2 separate regions of the Zea mays genome follow, and region 2 is linked to region 1. Evidence: chromatin contacts called from public Hi-C data. All regions are on one chromosome and are shown on one strand. Each heading gives the region's core, a stretch centred on a gene start, on an enhancer-like site or on the middle of the called end of the contact. The rest is flanking DNA. Distances are from core to core; before and after follow the strand shown. Region 1 has its middle 6.1 kb from the start of LOC100191881. Region 2 holds the start of LOC100278087.

The links. A called contact is a pair of places that touch in the nucleus more often than the background predicts.
Region 2: a contact with region 1 is called in a Hi-C map of ear, with 1.9 times the contacts expected there. The contact joins the promoter of LOC100278087 here to the enhancer-like site in region 1. A contact is called at or near these places in 2 of 25 Hi-C or Micro-C datasets (ear and leaf).

The regions. Positions count from the first base shown.
Region 1 is chr5:181,697,853-181,702,780 of Zm-B73-REFERENCE-NAM-5.0, forward strand. No RefSeq gene overlaps it. Among protein-coding and RNA genes, the nearest start is that of LOC100191881, 6.1 kb to the left of the region's middle. Within about 2 kb of position 2,064, at least 18 of the 20 cell types and tissues checked have an H3K27ac peak or open chromatin away from gene starts, as enhancers often do. A contact at or near this core is called in ear and leaf, where this site is marked.
Region 2 is chr5:181,849,468-181,854,061 of Zm-B73-REFERENCE-NAM-5.0, forward strand. It overlaps LOC100278087, which reads right to left and starts at 1,849. Exons shown (of 2, transcript NM_001352753.1): 1 at 1,725-1,849; 2 at 881-1,593. The coding sequence starts at 1,730. The coding sequence ends at 1,102.

The sequences.
Region 1 (4,928 bases), core at 814-3,313:
TGGCATGAAGTTGAACTGTTGTAGCACATGTATGACCCTTAGACCACTTCTCAGCACAGCGGTCACACAGCCCTTTAGCACGCCTATACGCTCGGAGAGCCTTGAACTTGTCATCAGTGGAGGGAACATGTGTGTTGGAAGGTTTGCTTAGTCCTTGCGGCTCTTGGCTTGTCTGGCCCGAATGAGACTGAACAACCATAGAAGGGCCTCGGTATCCCGGTTTGGACCAGAAACCAGGATCACGCTTCTGGAACTCGCGACGATGCCCCGGATCCGTCACTTCCTCCTGCAAAAGGGCCAAACAACAAGCAGTATCCAGGTCGCCAGGGCGTTGCAGAAGAACAACAGCACGTAGATCAGGCCTTAGCCCTTCGACAAAACGTGTAGTGAAGTACAGTGGGTCAGCTGTGTGTTGATATGCTGATAATTGGTCCACCAGAGTAGAAAAATTCTCAATATACTCTGAAACTACACCAGTTTGCCTAATACGAAACAGCTGACGCAAGAGCGACTGGTATTGATCACGACCGTAACGACCATGAAGAAGGGTGCAAAACAACGGCCAACTAATATGATGATACTGATGCTCTAAGGACTGAAACCAGCAAGCAACAGACGGTGTCAAATGCATAGTAGCGATTTTGACCCATGCCTCAGGTTCAACAGAATACATGTCGAAGTATTTTTCACAACGCGAAATCCAAAGTCGCGGATTATCGCCATCAAACATGTGAAAAGGCAGTTGAGGCATTCTGCTGGCTGCACGCGGACCAGCGTCCAGAAAACGCTGACGGGCTAAGCACTCATCATATAAGGAACCATGGAAACGAGGTGGGGAGGAAGGGGAAGGTCCCGTACCCTTGACCGGGCCAGGGAGGAGGATCGGGTCCGATCCAAAACCCTGATCCCGGTGGAAGTGATCGTCGCGGTGGCCGATCTGGCCGATTGGTTTGGTGAAGCCGAGATTGCTGTTCGCGAAATCCGGCTTAGAGAGAAGTCCAGGTTGCAGCGGCGCCTGCTCGAGGACGGATCGGTCAACTTGTTTGCCGAGCTTGCGCAATTCCAACTTCAGATCGTCCATGGCGGCATCGACCTTAGGCCGCCACTGGTCGAGATCGGCCGTCGCCGACTCCAGAGCGCCCAGTCGTCCTTCCTTGCGACGATCAGCCTCCGTGAACTGATTCTCGAGCGCAGCAAACTTCTTCGTCATCTCATCAAGGATGAGCTTCGTATTGGCATCCATTGTTTGGCGAAGTTGCTGCGAGCGAGTGTTGTAATGGTGAGCAACAGACTGCGCCAGAGCGACGACTCCCGGGACCGACGAATCTGATACCAGAATGTTAGCAGAAGCAGAGAAGAGAGGTTTCGTGGGCAAGAAGAAGAAGAAGATAGCGGGGAAGCGGGGATTGGTATTGTGATTTCTGATCATTCTCTGTCCAAAGCGTTCTGCTTATTACATATTTGTACCTCTCACTACTGCCTCAACCATTCCGGCCCACATACACGCACATTGGGCTTGCGAACACGTCTTGCCACTCGCGGCCCATTCACAGCCGGCGTCTTCTCCACAGCGCCTTCATCAGCCACCGGCGTCGCCTTCTGCGTCGCGTCTTCTTCAGCCGCACCTTCCACTGGAGAGCCCGTGGGTGGAGTCCTGACACACACTCGCACTACTACCTTGGTCCGTCGTTGTTGGTAGGGCCCCTCCTCTGCTCTCCGACTAGCTTCGCTTCTCGTGGGTCCTTGGCTCCTTGCGTGTTCTAGATCGCTGTGGTGGACGTGCAATGTATGGCGGGAGATATATGAGCTCCGGTCTGGAGAGCTGAGTGGACAAGTGGGAAAGGAGCGCCAAGTGTGGAGAAGCTTCTATTGGAGCTCTGGAAGTGTCTTGAAGCCCAAATTTCACAGGCAAGGACACCGGACAGCGACAGCGTTTATGTCCACTCTCTTCGGTCAAAGTACGTAAATGCCCCTCACGTCACGTGGACCACACCATGGCATACAGTCGCGTCTAGTACCGTCGTCATTCAAGGCTCGGCCCGATTCTGCTTCGTCCACTAAACGCATCGAGTAGGCCGGGCCGGGGAAGGTAAGAAAGCAGCCCATAATATATCCACGCGACCACGCCGTCTATTTGTGTAGCAAGCGTGGCCGACTACGAGCTTGGGCCGAATAGAGAGACCCCGTGTGGACAGGATAAGTTGCGGTGAGGCATTGGTGGTGCGGTACGCAATCAAGAGGAGGATGAGAGGCTATCTATATAACGAGGGGAAGGTAAGAATACATCCGTGCCAATAAGTTAAAAATAAATAATCATAATCTTAAATTTTAATTTCATCTAATATTAAAAACTAATTATATTACTATATAATTTAGTGTTTTCAGTAAATAATTTGCTTTCTAAGACTTCTAACAAATCAGAATAAATATATTAAGATATAAAATATAGTATTAATATTTTTCTCAAATTTTAATCCATTTTATTATTTAAAATATATTTAGTATAAATAAAATGTTCTTGCGACAATATTCTAATTTGTATAAGATTTTAATTTGCTTTTAGTATGTTATTGTTTCTTTATTTTTAAGTCTTGTTTGTTTAGTTAAAATTGAATCTCATTCTATCAAATAAATTCAATTAAAATTAAATAACTTAAACTCAAATTTATTATATTTTTTCAACGTGCAAAAAAAATAATTGTTAGAATTAGATTCTAAATATTGTTTAGATGATAAAAAATTCAAATATAATATGACACTAGCAAAACACTTACTCTCTCTCGCCCCATTAAATTCTCTATATTCAAAACCAATACAACAAATAAACATGTCATATAACATCTAACAGTTAGTTACCAATTGAAATCAAAATTCATTTAACAATAAAAAGAGAGCACATGAATAGTTTACAACAATCGATCCCGTATCATTAGATTGTTCAACAATTTAGCAGAATTCTCTCTTAATACAAAAGTTTTAAAATTAACATATACATATATATTTTTGAAAAAAAGCATTGTTCATATCGCCATTTGAAATAATGTAACCCTTATCCTAAACTAACTTCTTACCTTTCTCGTTATTTAAAGAAAAAAATTATAAAGGTTATCTATAAAATATTATGTACCAATGCAATGCGTGCAAAAAAATATAAATATATTTGGTCATGCACTTATTGACTTATGATAGAACTTATCATAAATCAACCATGTCTCGCTTAGTAATCCACAAAAATTTGATTAGCTTTGATATTTCTAAAATTGCTTTATTCATTTTATAATTGAACATTATTAATCATACCCACTTTATTTTGAACTTTATGTGATTGAATAGATATTATTTAATCAACTTTCTGTAAAAGTAAGTCATCCATATCTCTTTCCCTATCGATTATAGATTTACATAATATGTACCAAACATTGATAATCATAATCTGTATATATTACATTAGTTACATGCTAGGTTTATTCAAAATTAAATTTCAATGTTACTAACTACGGATTATAAAACATCAGATTCTGTAAATCAAAATATGAGTTGCATCTTAGTATAGCCTACCTCATCTTCAACTGAACAAATGTTCTTTCTATTACATTTCTAATTGTTAAATGATACATATTGAATATTTTTTCAGTTGATAGATTATTACCATTAGCAGGCCACTCATTCAAATGTTAGCGAGTGGATTAATATTTAGCAAGAAAGACTTGTCCATTAGTGTATTTAATATATATAAGATAAAGTAGTATTTCTCACTAGCAATAACAAATGCATTGTCGCGAGACATTAACACACATGAATCTAAAACTGATCATTTCCATCGCGCTAAAATTTAAACAAATTTCATGTGTTGATCATAAAACTCCAAAATATTAGTGCTAATCTATTTCTTCTTATTCATATATCTCGCTTAATCATCCAAGACAAAAAAACATAAATGTGTGTATAGTTGATGGGTCTGAAAGCTTAATAAATTCATGTCATAATGTTATAACATCTCATTGGAATGTCGACTAATTGACTTAAGTGACCACTCATATGAGTTATGAATCATGCTTGTCTAAATGTCATGGTCCACTATAAGCAAAAAGATAGTTACATTTTTTCTTATACTGCGATGTGACAGTTAAGATATCACACACAGGGGCGGAGCCAGGATTACAGTATAAGGGGGGCCGACCAATTCATCAATTATATGGTGAAAAAATATTGTATGATGTTTTTAAACTTAAGCACTTACATGAAATAAGAATTCTAGTTCTTTATAAATTATCTTAGTACATGAATCTATTTTCTATCTAATTAATATATTGAACTAAAGTAGTGTCATATTAAGAGTAGCTCCAATAGCTTCTATATAAATCCTAGCTAGATATAACGTTTAGAGAGCACTTTATAAAATAGATAGCTTCCTACAAGCATTGGGTACCAAGACTATGTAAACAAAGCGTTGACTCAGTTTTGTTTTTCAGGTTTGAATATGCATGATGACTTTTTCCATTTTTCCATTGCACACTCCATCGCTGCATGTTTGAGTGCTAGACTACCTAAAGAATCGGACTTTAACAACCTGAAGACTAGCTCGTGGATCACATCTTTGTTTGTTGTGGAGGGTTAAGTGTGTGTGCATGATTTGGTTTATCTAGGTGACTAGGTCATACATGCAGAAAGGGGAGTGGAGCAGCCTATCGCTTGAGTTGTTTAGGAAAAAACTTCCGTTTTTAATTAGAATTTAGACGACTGCGCTTGCTTTGTAAGTTTTTTCAGCCAATTAATTTAGGATTAGGGAGGACTCCACACCTGCAAACTAAACCCAACGTCGGGAGGACTCGACGCCTATAACTTGAAGATTATCGCACTACTGCGACAACCAGGTGCTGTACGAAGCTGTCGAGAATCGGACGTCTAGAAGCTGAAAGCTACCGCCG
Region 2 (4,594 bases), core at 599-3,098, 150 kb after region 1:
GCAGCAGGTCAGGTGGTTGCCTGGCCACCGGAGAAACCTGTATGTCTGCGACGACGACTCGTGCTGCCGCGTTACCTGGTGACATCAGGCTTCTTTGCTCGCGTCGGCGTGGGCGTGGAGAGGGCCACGGCGCCGACAACCGCCATGTCTGAGACCGCCCTCCGCCTGGAGAGCGCGCAGGTCGCCTTCAGATATGGAGCCCTGCTGCGGCGCGCCGGCCGGATCTTCTTCTTCGTCGTCGTGTCTGAGGTTGTTGGCCGTGACCGTGGGGTGGGGCGAAATACCTCCGCTTCGCCTCTTCGGAGCTGGCTGGACTGTGGCCAGCCGGATCCGCGACGTCCCACCACCCCATTCCAGCAGCTTCCCTTCCTCCTCCTAGCTTCCCCCATCCTCCTCACTTCCTGGAGCCGATGGAGCTCCGACCCAGAATCCCACTCCCGTCCTCTCCTACCACGGTTGCTACGGTATAGACTATAGTGTACACTTTACAGTGCATCCCCGAAATCTCGCCACTCGTTCGCAACCCAGTCCGGTGGGCCCGAGTGGCTATTGTCGGCTCCAAGAAGCTCGCACCGTGGTCGCGGGCGGATGGCGGCGAGGCTCGCGGCAGCGGTGCTGCTGTGCGCCTGCGCGGCGGGGCCGGCGACGGTGCTGGCATCGATGGGAAGAAAGATCTGGCGCAGAGGGAGCGGCTGCCATGGATGGAAGGGCGCGGAGGGAGCACGACTGCCATGGATGGAAGGGACCGAACCGTGCGCTATGGATGGAATGGCGCCGTGGGGGAGGCGACCGAGAACGACATAGACGCGATGGTAGAACGTGGCGCACGGGTGTGGACGCCTACAATAAAATCTTATAGAGTAGTATATGTTTCTTTTTTAAAAAAAAGTATCATTGATCACAGCAATTCACAGAATCCACAGCACACAGCACATGTGACGAAACGGGGTACAAACTAAAAACAATAACCCGGTCCGGTTGCGGAGACGAAATGCATGGCACTAGCTAGCAGCATATGTACAGGGAGCAGATGAGACGAGAGGGACACATGTCGTACGCTATGAACAAACTGAACAAGTGTAGCAATATAATACTGTACTACTACATGATGGAGCAGCCGTTGGGGTCGGTAGCGGCGGCCGGGTAGTACTCGTAGTGCACGGCGGCGGCGGGAGCGGCGTAAGGCGGCGGCTGGTAGCTGTAGTACTGGGACGACGGTTGCTGGCCGTAGTGGTAGTAGTAGTCGGGCGCCGCCGTAGCCGTCGTGGTCGTGGTCGGATAGGCGTAGCCGTAGTAGTGGGTCTCTCCGTTCCCGTACCCGGCGTCGCGCGAGAGGCTGCCGCCGGTCCGGGACCCGCCGGAGTAGGCGGAGTGTATGGTCCGCAGCTCGACGACGTCTGCGTGGCCCACCTTGCGGCGCAGGCGGGTGGTGAGGTGGTTGCAGTCGACGCCGTCGCCGACCACGCGCAGCAGGCTCTTGCCCTTCCCCGACAGCGTCACCGACTCCACCCCCGGCGTCGCCGCCGCCACCTTCATGGCCTTGGCGTGGCCCTTCTCGGAGCCCCCCTCCTCCATCCGGATCACCATCTCCGTCTGCACGCGCACGAGACCACACTGATAATTAAGTACCCTTGCCCTTGGTAGTGGTACGGTCAGGTGACAAGAGGAATGCCAAGGCTTGTCAGCCTTAATTACCAATGATCATGATGGAACCGTCGGCTTACCCTCATGCTGTAGTGCTAGTAGTAGTAGTACGTAGTACTAATCCGTATCGCTGTTGTTTGTCTAGTGACTGCGACGATCGAATGGCTTTATGATTAGCTTTCAACAAGCTGCCTCGTTGGTTCCTGAGAAGAGGAGGGTGCCTGTCTCGCCTTATATATACATACAGGATTCCTAGAGAGAGTTGAGCCGAGAGCAGAGGAGACCGACCGCGTCGGTGCCGAAAGCGCGTTACTTTCAGGGCAATTGCCTAGGCACTGCCCACTGCGTGCCGCCGTCATTGGATTCTTTTTCTTTGCGTCGAAGCAGAGTACCGCGCACGAACACCCAGAGGAAACACTTGCATGCATACGAGAGGAAGGAAGCCTTCACAACGCACCACGCCACGCCACACCCCAGGGTTGGTTTGAGACTTGACAGAGCCACCGACCACCAGCCACGCGGTGGCACTATAGTCAAGATCCAAGATTGTTGGCGACACCGTACCAGGTGGCAAACTTTTTTAAATCCAGAGTTGCTGTGGCGGTCGGAAACGGTTGCCAATCAAGGTGTCCTGTCGTCTAGTCAAGCCAGCTTCACCGATCATCACCTTCAAAAAAAAAGTTAAAAACAATCCATCAAGACATGATGTGTCGTGTCGTCTGTGTGGGTGGCCATCCAGCTGCTGTAGTTCTTTTCCTTCCCATTTCCCCGACAACAACAACGTACGTACATGAAGACTTGAACAGCATCTAATTTGTTCTTGCTCCTGTGGCGGAGATTTCCGGGCTGAAAATCTCTGCTCCTCTTTGTTTTTTGTTAGATTCTTTTGGAACCGGCTTTTGCTACTACTTCGTTGAAATTACACTAACACAAGCAGCATCGGCTGGACTCGGTTGCTTCGCCAGTTTGGCTTTTCCTCCTCGTCACGGCGCAAACCTTTTCACCCCCCGTTTTTGGGGCCTTGAATATCCTTGTGGAATTGCCGGAGCTAACCTTGTCCGACATTCGTAGCATGTTTGGTTTTTTACTTATAATTTGTCTTATTAGAAAACGAAGAAACCGAAGCAAATGATGTATGTTCTTTTTCATTCGATGGTGGTGTATATTTATACATAGTGAAATGACAGAAAATATGTCCGTTCACCATGGATGGTTTTCTCGTCGTAGGAGAGGGAGAGTTTGGGAACATGATTTACATTAAGGAATATTATTAACACTAATTCTATTAACTAATGACCATCGATCTTGATTAATCTCCACCTTTGATATTGAGTGTGTTTCTTCCTCCGGATTGCTGACGTGGACGAAATCATTTTTTCCTTAACACTCCTCCTTGATTGAGTCCATCAAATGAAAATCCTGCATTTAAAATTTCTACTATACCTCATATCACCTTACAAAAACCCTGTGGGAAAATTAAGAGTGATATGGTATACGCTCGTATTAATATTGTCTCATTAAATCTTTATATGATAAAAACTCTTTGTGAGAGAAAAACCACATAAAGAAAAGAGTGCAATATGATGTTAACTTGTTATGTATCAGTGAGAGTTACTCCCCCTGAATTTTGCAGGCCTCTAAATCTTCTCATACCTATACCTTCAACATATTTTGAAAATGTAGAGTAAGGTAGGGACTTAGTGAATAAATCCGCGAGATTGTCGCATGATTTAGTCCGCAATATATTTATTTCTCCATCCTTTTGTAATTCATGAGGGAAAAATAATTTTGGAGCTATATGCTTAGTGATATTGCTCTTAATATAACCAGTTTCCATCTGAATAACACAAGCTGCATTATCTTCATAGATAATGGTAGGTGATTTTAGAGAACCTATACCACAAGATTGTAGCAATTATTTCAGAATGATTTGTGGAAGTGGCTACTAAAGTTTGTTTGGTTGATTTCCAAGAGATAGTTGTTCCACTATATAAATAAACAAAGCATGTTTGAGATCTGGCATTGTGAGGATCTAAAAGATAGCCAGCATCTGTATATCCAATTAAAGTCGAGTCTTGGCCTCTTTTATAGAAAATACCAAAATCTCTTGTACCATTGAGATATCTAAGGATATGTTTTACTCGTGTCCAATGATGTTTAGTAGGAGCAGCGCTGTATCTTGCAAGTAGATTCACTACAAATGCAATGTCCGGCCGGGTACTATTTGCTAAATACATAAGTGCACCAGCTGCACTTAGATATGGGTAATTTGAACCCAAAATATCTTCTTTCTCTTCTCTAGGTCGGAATGGGTCTTTCTCCATGTCAAGAGATCTCACAACCATAGGAGTTTTGGAGGGATATGAATTATTCATATTCAATTTCTCCAATATTTTTTGGACATAGGCTTCTTGATATATGAATATGCCAGAAGGCAAATGCTCAAGCTGTAAACCCAAGCAAAATTTGGCTTTACCCAAATCTTTCATTTCAAATTTCGTCTTTAGATGATGACGTGCTTCATTTATATCAATATCACTTCCAATGATGTTAAGATCATCAACATATACTGATATGATGCAAAAACCTGATGTGGAATTCTTAATGCAAACACATGGACAGTCATCATTATTAGTGTATCATTTTTTGGAAAGGAATTTACTTAAGCGCTTGTACCACATACGCCCTGATTGTTTTAAGCCATACAATGACTTTTGCAATTTTACACAATACATGTTACGATTTGCCTTTGGATCCAGTACATTTATTCCATCTGGAACCTTCATGTATATATCTGAATCTAATGACCCATATAGATATGCGGTCACGATGCCCATCAACTGCATAGATACACGATTTTGTACTGCCAGTGATATTAAATATCGGAAAGTGATGCCACTCATCACTTGGGAATAGGTTTCTATATAATCTATTCTAGGTTTTTGCGAAA